Regions from separate parts of the Zea mays genome. Here regions 1 and 2 are each linked to region 3. Evidence: chromatin contacts called from public Hi-C data. All regions are on one chromosome and are shown on one strand. Each heading gives the region's core, a stretch centred on a gene start, on an enhancer-like site or on the middle of the called end of the contact. The rest is flanking DNA. Distances are from core to core; before and after follow the strand shown.

Region 1 (3,636 bases), core at 25-2,524, 300 kb before region 3:
CTGCGGAGGCTGACGATGCAATCTGGCATCTGGCCACGCTCGCACGGAGGAGGATGCAAGAAAGGGACGAGGCCAGGAACCAGGCGAGGATGCTGCTCGCGGACCTCCAGGCAAGGAACGCCCGGATGAAGGCGGCGGTTCCCGGAGCATCGTGCTCCAGAGTCGCGCGGCCTGACGCGTTCGCCGCCACCGGCTACGAGCACATCCAGGCCCAGGCCCAGGCCCAGGCCCAGGCACTCGCTCCTGCCGCGTTCGGGCCGCGGGGGCAGCGTGCCCGTGCGGGAACTGGCTACTACTGCGTTGCGTCGTCCAGCGGCTTCGGCCACAGGAGCATCGACTCGTCTCTGGACACCTGCGCCGTTCAGCCGTCGCTGCTTGGCTTCGCTTCCTCGAGCTCGAGCCAGGAGCATTTCGACCCTGACATGTTCTTGGTGGACGTCGCAGAATCGCCGCAGGATGTCGTTCCGGTTCCGGCCACCGCAGACTCAAGCCAGGGGAGAAGCTCCGGCTCCGGCTCCGGCACTTATGGTCATAGTTTGGCGAGCAAAAGGCCTTGCAGTGAAAGGAAGTAATAAATCATCAGCTCAAGCTGCAGCACGTCCTGCCACGGGCCATGGCCATGCTGCCTAAATCCTAGGCCGGTGCCATGTTAGTGCTTGCTCGGTAAAACTTATAAGATTATTGATGTGTTGTGGATTTGAATGGCGCCTAGTGTCTTTTACTGTGTTTGGTTTAAGGTCAACATGGGATGAGGCGCCCCTCGATTTTTTAGCATCACGCCGCCACCAAAAACTACTCTGGTGTTTACCTCGTTCGTACGTGACTCTCATTCAAACACTATTGAAACTATTTAATTAACTATCAATTAACTAAGGAAAAATCAACCAATTAGTTAAGAAAGGAAACTAACAAACAACTATCAATTAGTTAAAAAAGGGAACTAATTGATCAACTATCAATTAGCTAAGAAAAAACTAATAAATCAACTAAGGAAAAAAACAAATAAACCTAGCTGCATTATGCAACAGGCTTACTAGCATTGAATAATTGTGGCCGTTGTTGTATATCGCTTATCATGGTGTCATGAAATTATGTAACCTGGAAATTTTGTTTTTTTGGCATAAAAATCACTGTATTCAGAACAGTTCGTCTTGGGTCATCAACGACCTACCCACCAGAAGGGCTGTTTGCCTGTTGAGAGGGACGCCCATTTTTGTCAGCCAGTGCTCTGTCCAAGACAAAGAAGCAAGAGTGCTGAAATGAGAGGATAATGAGCATGCTGACTTGGCTGCCTTGGCTTCCACCCACACACTCGATAGGGGAAAAGCGAGCCCTTCCACGGTTCCACCACCCACTCGATAGTGGAAAAGTGAGCTCGAGCGTGTCCAGCAGCTATGGATAACTGACGATGGGGGTAACAAGCTTCACAGAACTCTCCCTCGAGCTCAGCGCTACCCTGAACAACTGAAGCCGAAATGGCGAGCCTGCAGAACCTGGTCTGCTCCGTATCCAAACAAGTACGTGCTCAAGCCCCTTCCTCACTGTTTTTTTCTGGAATTCATTTACTTTCCCTGCAGTTCTGAGGAGTAATAACAGCTTGAACCCGTTGCTTGTTTCCAGCTGGCTGTGCCAAATTGCGCGGCGACTACCAAACTGAACAGGGCTCCTCCCTCAGCTGTGGCGGCGAGCTCGATCCAAGGATCTTTGGACGACACCAGTAACCCCCCCTTTTGTTGTTGTTGTTGTTTTTTTTCCGTTCATGCATCTAGTGGTCGACAGAATCCTGGTTCATAACATCTCTCCGCTTGTATAGAGGTCACGAAGAGACGGCTAGCTTTGCTTGGTGCTGGAGCGTTAGCCACTGGCCTACTGAGGACAAGCTCTGCTGCGTTCGCTGAAGGTAACGATCATCCCTATATAGATGGCCTGGCATTGTATCTATCAGGATCGGACTAGGACGGTGTCCTCGAGCAGCGTTTTTTTTGCGTTTCTTACCTGTTTGACACTGATCGGAGCTGTTCAGAGGTGCCGAAGAATTACAAGTCGTACGTGGACGCGAAAGACGGGTACTCGTACCTTTATCCAGCTGAATGGAGGGTAGGTTGGCGCCATGCGATCGATTCTTGAACAGTTAAGAACTGTAGGGTGATTTTCATGGTGCCTTCGTTCCCTTGTCCCTGGATAGGATTTCGACTTCTTGGGTCATGATTCTGCGTTCAAAGACCGCAACCTGGCCCTTCAGTGTGTTCGTGTGGGGTTCATTCCTACCGAGAAAACAGACATCCGCGACCTAGGACCGATGGATGAGGTGGGGGTTTTGTTTCCTTCTTTCGACTATGTATTCTTCTTCTTTTTTATGGAAAAACTATGTGTTCTTCACTTTGATTAGGCACAAAAGATAAAACACATACTCTCTCCTCCGTTTAAATTATATACGTTTTAGCTCTGATAATCACTTTTGCTGATGTGATGAATATGTTTTTTTTTCCACATTACACCAGGCCATCTTCAACCTGGTAAACAACGTCTACGCTGCCCCGAACCAAATACCGTCGATCTACGACATGCAAGAGGTCTGTCATCTGTTCATCGCTTTATGCATGCAATTATCATTTGTTTGGAGTTGCCAAATCTAGTTGGATAACTCTGAGCAAAAAAATAAAAAAAATGGTGCTAGTGAAATAAGCGGCCTATCCTACTATTTTTGCAGCGCACCGTGGACGGCAAGAACTACTGGACGTTTGAGTACGATCTGGAGGCTCCGGGCTACGGCGTTTCTGCGTTTGCGACGGTCGCCATTGGAAACGGTATGATACCTATGAACGGGAAACGTTCATGTGTTTCGCTTCGCGTTGAAATAGAGAGAGATGAAACTCTGTTTGTTTGTTTGTTTTTTGCTCTAACTAGGTCGGTACTACACGCTGATCGTGACCGCGAACGAGCGCCGGTGGAGCAGGCTGCGGAACAGGCTCAAAGTCGTCGCGGACTCCTTCAAGATCTCGGACCTGACGGCGTGATCGCTTGCTTCTGTGACGGCCTCATGAGCATGGTGCGGCAACTTGTTTAGCGAAAGATGGGGGGGGGGGGGGGGGGGGGGGGGGGGGGAATGTGGTTGCATTGCTGTCGGTTCGTGGCTCCCAAAATTACACGCTCCGTGAACATGTCGGTGCAACACTAATATTACAGAGGCGAGAGACACCACAAGCACGAGCCTCTGAAAGAATGTTTCAGCTCATATATTACAACAATTACAATGCCCTCCAAACTTGCTAACTATTTCCAGAATTACTTGGATCTGCAAGCTATTTTTTTTATTTTTTTGTCAAGAAGACCAGGTCGGCTTACTCGGAACAGCAACAGGGCGGCAACTCCCAGCATTTTTCATGTGCCGAAAAGGGCCCCTGACTGAGTGGCCGCACAAGGAAACCTGATCATCCCCTAGGATAATTTACACCTAAACAAACTCAAAAGAATAATTACATTAGCCGATGCTGGCGAAGGCCCTTGCCAAAATGGGGTTGCATCAATCTAACATATAGACCGTTCTGGTCCATCAGAGAGTCATGTGTGCCCTGCTCAACTATCCTACCGCCATTCAAGACGACGATGTTATCAACATGCTTCATCATTGCCGCC
Region 2 (3,484 bases), core at 79-2,578, 370 kb after region 3:
CTGAACAAGCCCTGAATTAGATGGCATTCCACAATCCCGACGTTATAATCAAATCCAAGACATGAAGAAGCTCTTGATCTCCCCCTGGGTGTGATTGGCCAGCCATCAAAATGTTTAGAGACGAGACCCAGCTATCACCCTCGAACCTTAGAACATTTGCCACTCCTCTAATCAACCCAGCTTGCAATGGATGCATGATTCTTTCTCATTGCACACATGAAATCTGGACCATGGAAATACCTCCCTTTAGGACAGGTTTGGTGATCAGAGATCACGAGGAATCCACAGAGGAGAAATCCTCTTCCTATTCAAAATTGAATAACAAGGAGATTGCTACTCGTGAATCCTCCCGTGATCCATAAGCACCAAATTAGTCCTCAAGGACTTTTGTAAGTCGCCGCCCGCCAACCCTGCTTGCCTAAAGCCCCTTGTATTGTTTGTAGGTCTGAAACAATCTAACGACACTAGTAGCTCCGTTAGTTGTAACAGAGAAAGAGAGTGAGGTCACACATGTCATGGTCAGATTGACCAAGTCTGTCTTCGTGGAAGTCGAGCGGCAACATAACCTCCGCAGATATACTTCATTGGAAGAGAGATGCCGCGTCAGTCACCGTTCCGCTCGCGCCCCTGCATCCAGCTGCACACCCCGACAGTCTTCGCCATCCATGCATCGCCGGTCAACTCGCGTGGGCGTAGGGCCTCCTAGGGCGAGACGGTGCCCCGTGCCGTGTCCCTCTCGCGGCACCGACGCGACGCGACGCGTACTGGTGGCTGGCGGCGTTCACGCCTCCTTCCGCCGCGCTTTATCCTCCATGTTTCCCGGCCCTTGTGTCGTCGTGTGTCCAGTCCACACGCCGGTTTCTGTTTCTCCTCCCCCCCGCGCGCACGCGAAACACGCCAGCAGCCTCGTCTGCCATCCGCCCGCGTATGCTACATCAGTCATCAGACAGACTTGTGTCTGTGAGGGACAGAGAAAGTATCGCGGTGCAGCCACTAGCTATTTCCCTCAAATTTTAATGGATATACGGTTCCGAGTCCGATCCAGTGTGCCAATCAATCCCCAATTCCATCGGTGCCATCTACTAGTACGGATCTAACGAACCTGAAACGTGTGCACCCTGCACCGGCAGCTAGCGTATGATCTCGTCTGGTGGTGGGGCGCACGACAACGACGACCGCCTGCCATGCCCACTGCACTCTGGTGACGACTGGTCGGGTTGCGCGGGGCGGACGACGCGGGCCGCTGGAGGCTTCCGCGGTCCTTCCCACCACCACCTCGCGAGCTGCGAAAGCAGAGCACCACCACCAGTCCACCACCAGCCACCAGCCACCAGCCAGGCCTAGAGATAGAAATAATAATTTGCCGTCGTTCTGCCGCAGAAACGAGAATTCCTTGGTCCCTGAAAAGGCATGTGTATGTATGCTCTTCTCGATGCCTCGTTTTCACCTGCCATTTTGTAGCTGCTGAATTGAAATTCGCTGAGGTCGACGTGAGCAAGCGCACAAGCGGCCGAGGGACCTGTAAACCACGAAAAAATGGCAGAATTAAAAAAAAAGGCTCCTGGTCCTGGTAAAATATCTAAAGCCATCCTCTAGCTCAGATCCTCGGAAAATGACAGTGATATGCTTTCCCCACTAACCAAAAGCTCCACCACCTCCCTCCCCAATATTACCTCCATGGCTAACCAAATCTCCAATCACCGAGCACCGGTTCCGCGTTCCTGTGGGTAGGCAGCTCTTAGGGTACCTACTAGCTGCTGCCCCTGTCCTGCCAGTTCGCAGATTCACTCTCAGCACGCCGCCAAACAGCAGCAGCTCCTGTCCTGTGCTAAGTAACCAACCATCCACCATGACTCCCATGGGGCCTTGATTCATGCTGCCTGCAACTGCAACCCTCGACGTCTCTGTTCCACTTCCAGGGACAGGTCCATGAGCTGCTTCTAGAGCCACTCCCTTCCGCCACGTCCATGGCTCGCGCCGTCCTCGACACGCTCCTGCGGGTCGCCGTCGTGCTGCTGCTGCTGCCCGCGCTGGTGGCCGCCGCGTTCACCCCGGCGGACGACTACCTCGTGCTCTGCGGCACGGCGGCGAACGCCACCGTCGACGGCAGGACGTTCCTCGGGGACGACGGCCTCCCCGCGGCGGCCGTGCTGCCGGCGCCCCGGGGCTCCGAGGCCAGCGCGTCGGCGGCCAGCGGCTCCGACGACGCGGCGCTGTACCGGTCCGCGCGCGTCTTCGCGGCGCCGTCCTCGTACACGTTCGCGATCAAGAGTCCCGGGCGCCACTTCGTGCGCCTCCACTTCTTCCCCTTCCGGTACGGGTCCGGCGACCTCGCCGCGGACGCCGAGTTCAGCGTGTCCGCGCAGGGCCTGCTGCTCATCGACGGGTACGCGCCCGCCAACGGCACGCCCGCGGTCCGGGAGTTCTCCGTCAACGTCGCCGGCGGCACGCTGGCGGTCGCGTTCGCGCCGGCGGCGGCGGGGAAGGTGGCGTTCGTCAACGCCATCGAGGTCGTGTCGCACCCCGACGACCTGTTCGCGGACACGGCGCAGACGGTGAGCCCCATGGGCCGCTACGCGGGGCTGTCCACGCAGGCGCTCGAGACGGTTAACAGGGTCAACATGGGCTCTCCCAAGATCACGCCCAGGAACGACACGCTGGGAAGGACGTGGCTTCCCGACGAAGCCTTCCTGGTCGACAGTTCGGTCACGGTGCACAGGGATGTGGCGCCGTCGAAGCTCCGGTGGACGCCAGGCTTGGCGACGCCCGAGACGGCGCCAGGCATGGTCTACGCTACAGCGACGGAGATCAACACCAACCTGGTGTCCGCCAGCACCATAAGCGTGCAGTTTAACATGACGTGGAAGCTCCAGGCCGCGCCGGGGTCGGCGTACCTGCTCCGGCTACACTTCTGCGACATCGTCAGCAAGGCGGCGAACGGGTTGGTCTTCAACGTCTACGTAGGCGGGTGGAATGTGCTGCCGGACTACGAGATCTCCAGAGACACTTTCAGCGTCCCGGCCGTGCCGTTATACAAGGACTTCGTGCTCAGCGCCAAGGACGCCAAGGGCAACATCACCGTGAGCATCGGGACGTCCACGCTGGGCAACGCGTACCCAGACGGCGTCCTCAACGGCCTCGAGATCATGAGAATGGTCGGGAGCACCGGCGGCGGCGCGGACTCGTCGCAGAGCGGTTCAAAGAAGAAGACCGTCACCGCAATCATCGCTGGTTCGGCCATCGCGGGGGTCATCACCGTGGTGATGGCTGTCGCGCTCATTGTCCTCATGTTGCGACGACGAAGGAAGAAGCCAGAGAAGAAGCCGTCGAGCACCTGGGTCGCGTTCTCGGAGAGCGCGCTGGGATCCCGGTCGCACTCGCGCAGCTTCGGCAAGAGCAGCAGCGCAGGCGCCAGGAACAACACGGTCACGCTCGGGCAGAGCGCCGGTGCCGGGTACCGGATCCCCCTCGCGGCGCTGCAGGA
Region 3 (3,890 bases), core at 480-2,979:
AGTCAAAAAATATGTGAATTATAAATGTAAAAACAAAGATAATTCACAAATTAAAGTCTGCCAGATTTATAATAAAACAGACAAGTATGTACAATACATAGTACAATTTGCAGTCTAAATATCGAATTTAGACACACTAACACAAGTTAGAACTGAATTGATATATAAAACAGAGTCTTATACTTAAAATCCAGAATTTAAAATAATAAAATAGACCATATAGGCCAATCGGGCCGAGGCGGCCCAACAGGCCCAATAAGGATGGCAGTTAGGGTAAAAACCCTAACTGCTCATCCCCTTCCCACAGTAGCCGGCGGCCCCTGATGGCGGTTCGCGGTGGCGCGCGCGATGGCCTAGGTGCGCGTACGCGCGGTCTCCCGGCGGCAGCGCGGGCAGACCCAGCGCGAGGGGGCGAGGGCTAGTACGGCGCGGCTGCGGCGGTCCCAGCCTCAGCCAGGCGCGCGCGGCCCCGAGCCCCGGCTCGCCGGCGGGCGGCCCGGCCAGGAGCGGCGGCCAGGCGCGCGCGCGGTGCCTAGCCCCGGCAGCGCAGGCGCGGCGGCCTGCCATGGCGCGCGGCGTGTGCGGCTGCCCGGCCGAGGCGCTGCCCGGCCCAGGCGCTGGCGGCGCGCGGCTGCCCGGCCCAGGCGCTGGCGCGGCGGCTCCGATCCGGGCTCCTCCCGTGTGCACGTCCCCTTGGCGTGGCCTCGGGCAGTGCGCAGCCCCGACGGGCGGCGCAGGCGTGTGGCCTCGTTGCGCGATGCGGAGATTTCCCCGGCGGCGCGGCCTTTGCAGCGTGGCGGTTTCCGGCGCGCGCAAGCGCGGCCCCGTCGGCCACTGCGCCGGTGCGGTCAGGCACAAGACCACGGCCCGACAGTGCGGGTGCGGCCCAAGCACGGGCGCGTAGCCTCGGCCGGGCCATCGACGTGCGATTCCCGCCATGACCGGCTACGGCGCAACGACCACAGCACAGCGCACGGGCGTCTCCGGCCAGGTGCATGGGCGGCCCCGCGCCACGGCGACCCAGCACGACTGTTGACGCCTCAGAAAGTGCTCTGCATGCATTCAAGAGGAACAGTATACAGAGGAATAGTATACATCGTACGTACGGTTTTTTTTTCCTGAGAGATCAAAGTTCCTTTTCCTGATTGCGAGCGACTTATTCTTCTTTCCTTGCATCTCTGATCTCTTCTTGCATGTCTGATCTCGCGAGCGGTGCTGATAACGTGTTGAAGTATACTCAGTGGCAAATGAGAATTGAGAGAGAAACAAATGACAGAACTGTTTGTATTCCACAGATCATTACACTTATATACAAGTGAAGGGGTGTATCCCAAAAGGGGTGTCCCTTGGGAAAAACTGTCGCACCCCTTGGATTGATCACATATGTAATATTTTGTAACATTCTTCGCGCCGGATTACCCCCACCAACCGCAGCCCGGGTCGGGTTTCAGCAGCGCTTGCTTTGCTTAGCGGAGCGACACCGCCAGTGATGGATGGCCACGTAATCCGGTGTCGGCTCGTTAACCACAAACGTCCAAGCGTCAGAGCGCGCCGACCTGGCGTCGGCTGGATGGCTGCGGGGACTGGAATGGATGGAACAATCAAAATCACTCGGCCCATACGCGTTGCCCGCCCATCTCTCTCTCTCTCTCTCTTCCTGCGCCCACACGCACGTTTCCACTCCGACCGGGCCAGAGCCCCGCCGGGCAGTTTCCGTTCGCTGTTGCGATCCACCTCCTGCCTGCACATCCCCTCCCCCGAGTTCGAGCCGGAGGGCCGAAGAGTAGATCTGCGGCGGCGGCCAGAGGATGGCCGTCAACTGGGAGCTGCGGGGCTGCTGCGACCACGACCAGAGGATCTTCATCGCCGCCGTCGGCGTCTCCACCGTCGTCATCCTCCTCGTGAGTGCCCCCGAAGCCTTCTCATTTGCTCCCGGTCTCTCTCTCTCTCATAGTATGATTCTCCTTGTGGTTCCGAAAGGGGCTTTCTGACTCGCCGTCATGTGCGGTGCCTTTTGCAGCTCTGGAGGACGTTCCTGCTCACGCCGTTCAAGCTCATCACCGTCTTCCTCCACGAGACCAGCCACGCGCTTGCCTGCAAGCTCACTTGCGGCGATGTAAGCCATTAAAAACCCTTACTCGTTCCAGCACTCGCTTTAAGGAGGGGGGAAGGGAGGGGGAAAAAAAACTCCGCTGCGCTGTGATGGTGGCACATTCAGGGAGCGAAGTCCGATTAGGCTCCAGATGGGGGAGGATAGGGAAACGTAGTTGGGTGGGAAAGGCAGGCGCCCTGTCAGTGTGGATCATGGATTCCATATCCCATAGTGCGGGCGCGCTTTTTATACCTTTGCTTAATTGCTTTGTTACTCACGGCTCACGGGAGCAGAATATGGGCCTGTTTGGTTAGCTTTTCTGAGAATCTGACTGTGGGGAGAATTTGGCTGTGGGGAGAATCTGAGTATCATTATGATTACGTGTGGAGGAAGATAAAGTTATTCATAGGGCTCAGGATCTAGAAAGTGACGGATTCCTACTATTACAACGACTCAACCGATTATGTGTTTATGTTGATTTTGAATGGTTTTTGCCCCAACGAATTTTATAGAAGCTGGCTGAAAAGCTGAACGTTTGACAGTCCGCAGCAGCTTTTGGTGGCCAGAAGCTGACAGAAGCCGAAACAAACAGACCCTATACCGTGCATCTTTGCCATTCTTGTGTACAGAGGGATTTCATTCCTGGATTAGTTGCTGGGCTTGCTTTTTCTCCTATCCGCAAGCATCCCTTGACTCTTGTCGCAGTTGCACTGTTCACCGTCCAAGTCTCTGGTCAATGAATGCCAACTGTCTGCAAAATGTGCTCTCCTTGGCATTCTGGTCTCCAGCCACCTTGTAATGCAAACCAGAAATGGCTCTCTGTCTAAGGGACCTTAGAACATTGTGCGGTGTAAAGGGGAAGTAACACATGCTTTTGGAGTACGCAATGTTTTGACTTCGACCGGATTTTGCCTTTTGATTCATGTTGAATTTGGCATCTGACGCATTACTTAGACATATTATTTTGGCCATCCTTTGCCAACTTACCACATCAAGACATTATTGTATCTACTCAGCGTTGATGCCACATAAGGTATCAAATTTTCATTAGACATGTTATTGATTTCAATTTGATTGGCTTCAGGTAGAAGGCATGCAGGTCCATGCGAATGAGGGTGGCGTTACTCAAACCCGGGGTGGCATATATTGGATAATCTTGCCCGCTGGATGTAAATCACTTGTCCCCTACATCCTTCTTTCTTATATGATTGGTCACAAGAATGGGAATAAAATTGCGCAACATCTTATTTTCTTTTACTCAGCAAGTCAACCTCCTAATTTTGTATTCTCCCTGATATTTTAATGCATGGGAACTAAATTATCGATTCTACAAAATTTTTTAACCTAATTGCCAAGAACTAAATTTATGACGAATTATTCATGGGACTCGTCTGTTGGAGTAACCTTGCCTTGTTCTTTTTAAGTAACCTTACAATCTTTTAACATCTAACAACCATAAAAGAACATCTCTATGGACTAGATTTGTTCTTCTAATCAGTCTAAATTTTATGCCCCCTTATTCAAGCAATTTGCCTTTGGTCTTTTTCACGATGCTATGTTTTGTTTTGAATTGCAGATCTGGGTTCATCATTTTGGGGAATGGTCTTCATACTTGCATCCACAAATCTCCTCACTACAAGAATTGCAGCGGGTTGTTTCATACTTGCATTGTTTATTGTTCTTTTTGTTGCAGAAAATGTAAGTTCAGTATTTTTATTTATTTATTTCGCAACTTGTGACTTCATTTGATTTTTCCACTCGTGCATACTGTAATCATGATCATTTAGGTAAGACTTGT

Evidence for each region. Hi-C and Micro-C count contacts between places; a contact is called where the count stands out from the background.
Region 1: a contact with region 3 is called in a Hi-C map of ear, with 5 times the contacts expected there. The contact joins the promoter of LOC103634474 here to the promoter of LOC100383704 in region 3. A contact is called at or near these places in 12 of 25 Hi-C or Micro-C datasets (bundle sheath, ear, leaf and 3 more).
Region 2: a contact with region 3 is called in a Hi-C map of ear, with 2.5 times the contacts expected there. The contact joins the promoter of LOC103634478 here to the promoter of LOC100383704 in region 3. A contact is called at or near these places in 2 of 25 Hi-C or Micro-C datasets (ear and tassel).

Annotation. Positions count from the first base shown.
Region 1 is chr1:42,029,604-42,033,239 of Zm-B73-REFERENCE-NAM-5.0, forward strand. It overlaps LOC103634474 (photosynthetic NDH subunit of lumenal location 1, chloroplastic), which reads left to right and starts at 1,275. Exons shown (of 8, transcript XM_020546054.3): 1 at 1,275-1,517; 2 at 1,621-1,717; 3 at 1,814-1,900; 4 at 2,024-2,097; 5 at 2,186-2,308; 6 at 2,502-2,573; 7 at 2,711-2,807; 8 at 2,908-3,314. The coding sequence starts at 1,476. The coding sequence ends at 3,017. It overlaps LOC103644583 (ABC transporter B family member 20), which reads right to left. Exons shown (of 11, transcript XM_020546042.2): 11 at 3,195-3,636. The coding sequence ends at 3,477. It also overlaps a transcript of LOC103634473 not described here.
Region 2 is chr1:42,703,583-42,707,066 of Zm-B73-REFERENCE-NAM-5.0, forward strand. LOC103634478 (receptor-like protein kinase HERK 1) reads left to right here and starts at 1,329. Exons shown (of 1, transcript XM_008656103.4): 1 at 1,329-3,484. The coding sequence starts at 1,968.
Region 3 is chr1:42,331,782-42,335,671 of Zm-B73-REFERENCE-NAM-5.0, forward strand. It overlaps LOC100383704, which reads left to right and starts at 1,730. Exons shown (of 10, transcript NM_001366832.1): 1 at 1,730-1,901; 2 at 2,021-2,116; 3 at 3,177-3,261; 4 at 3,669-3,790. The coding sequence starts at 1,809.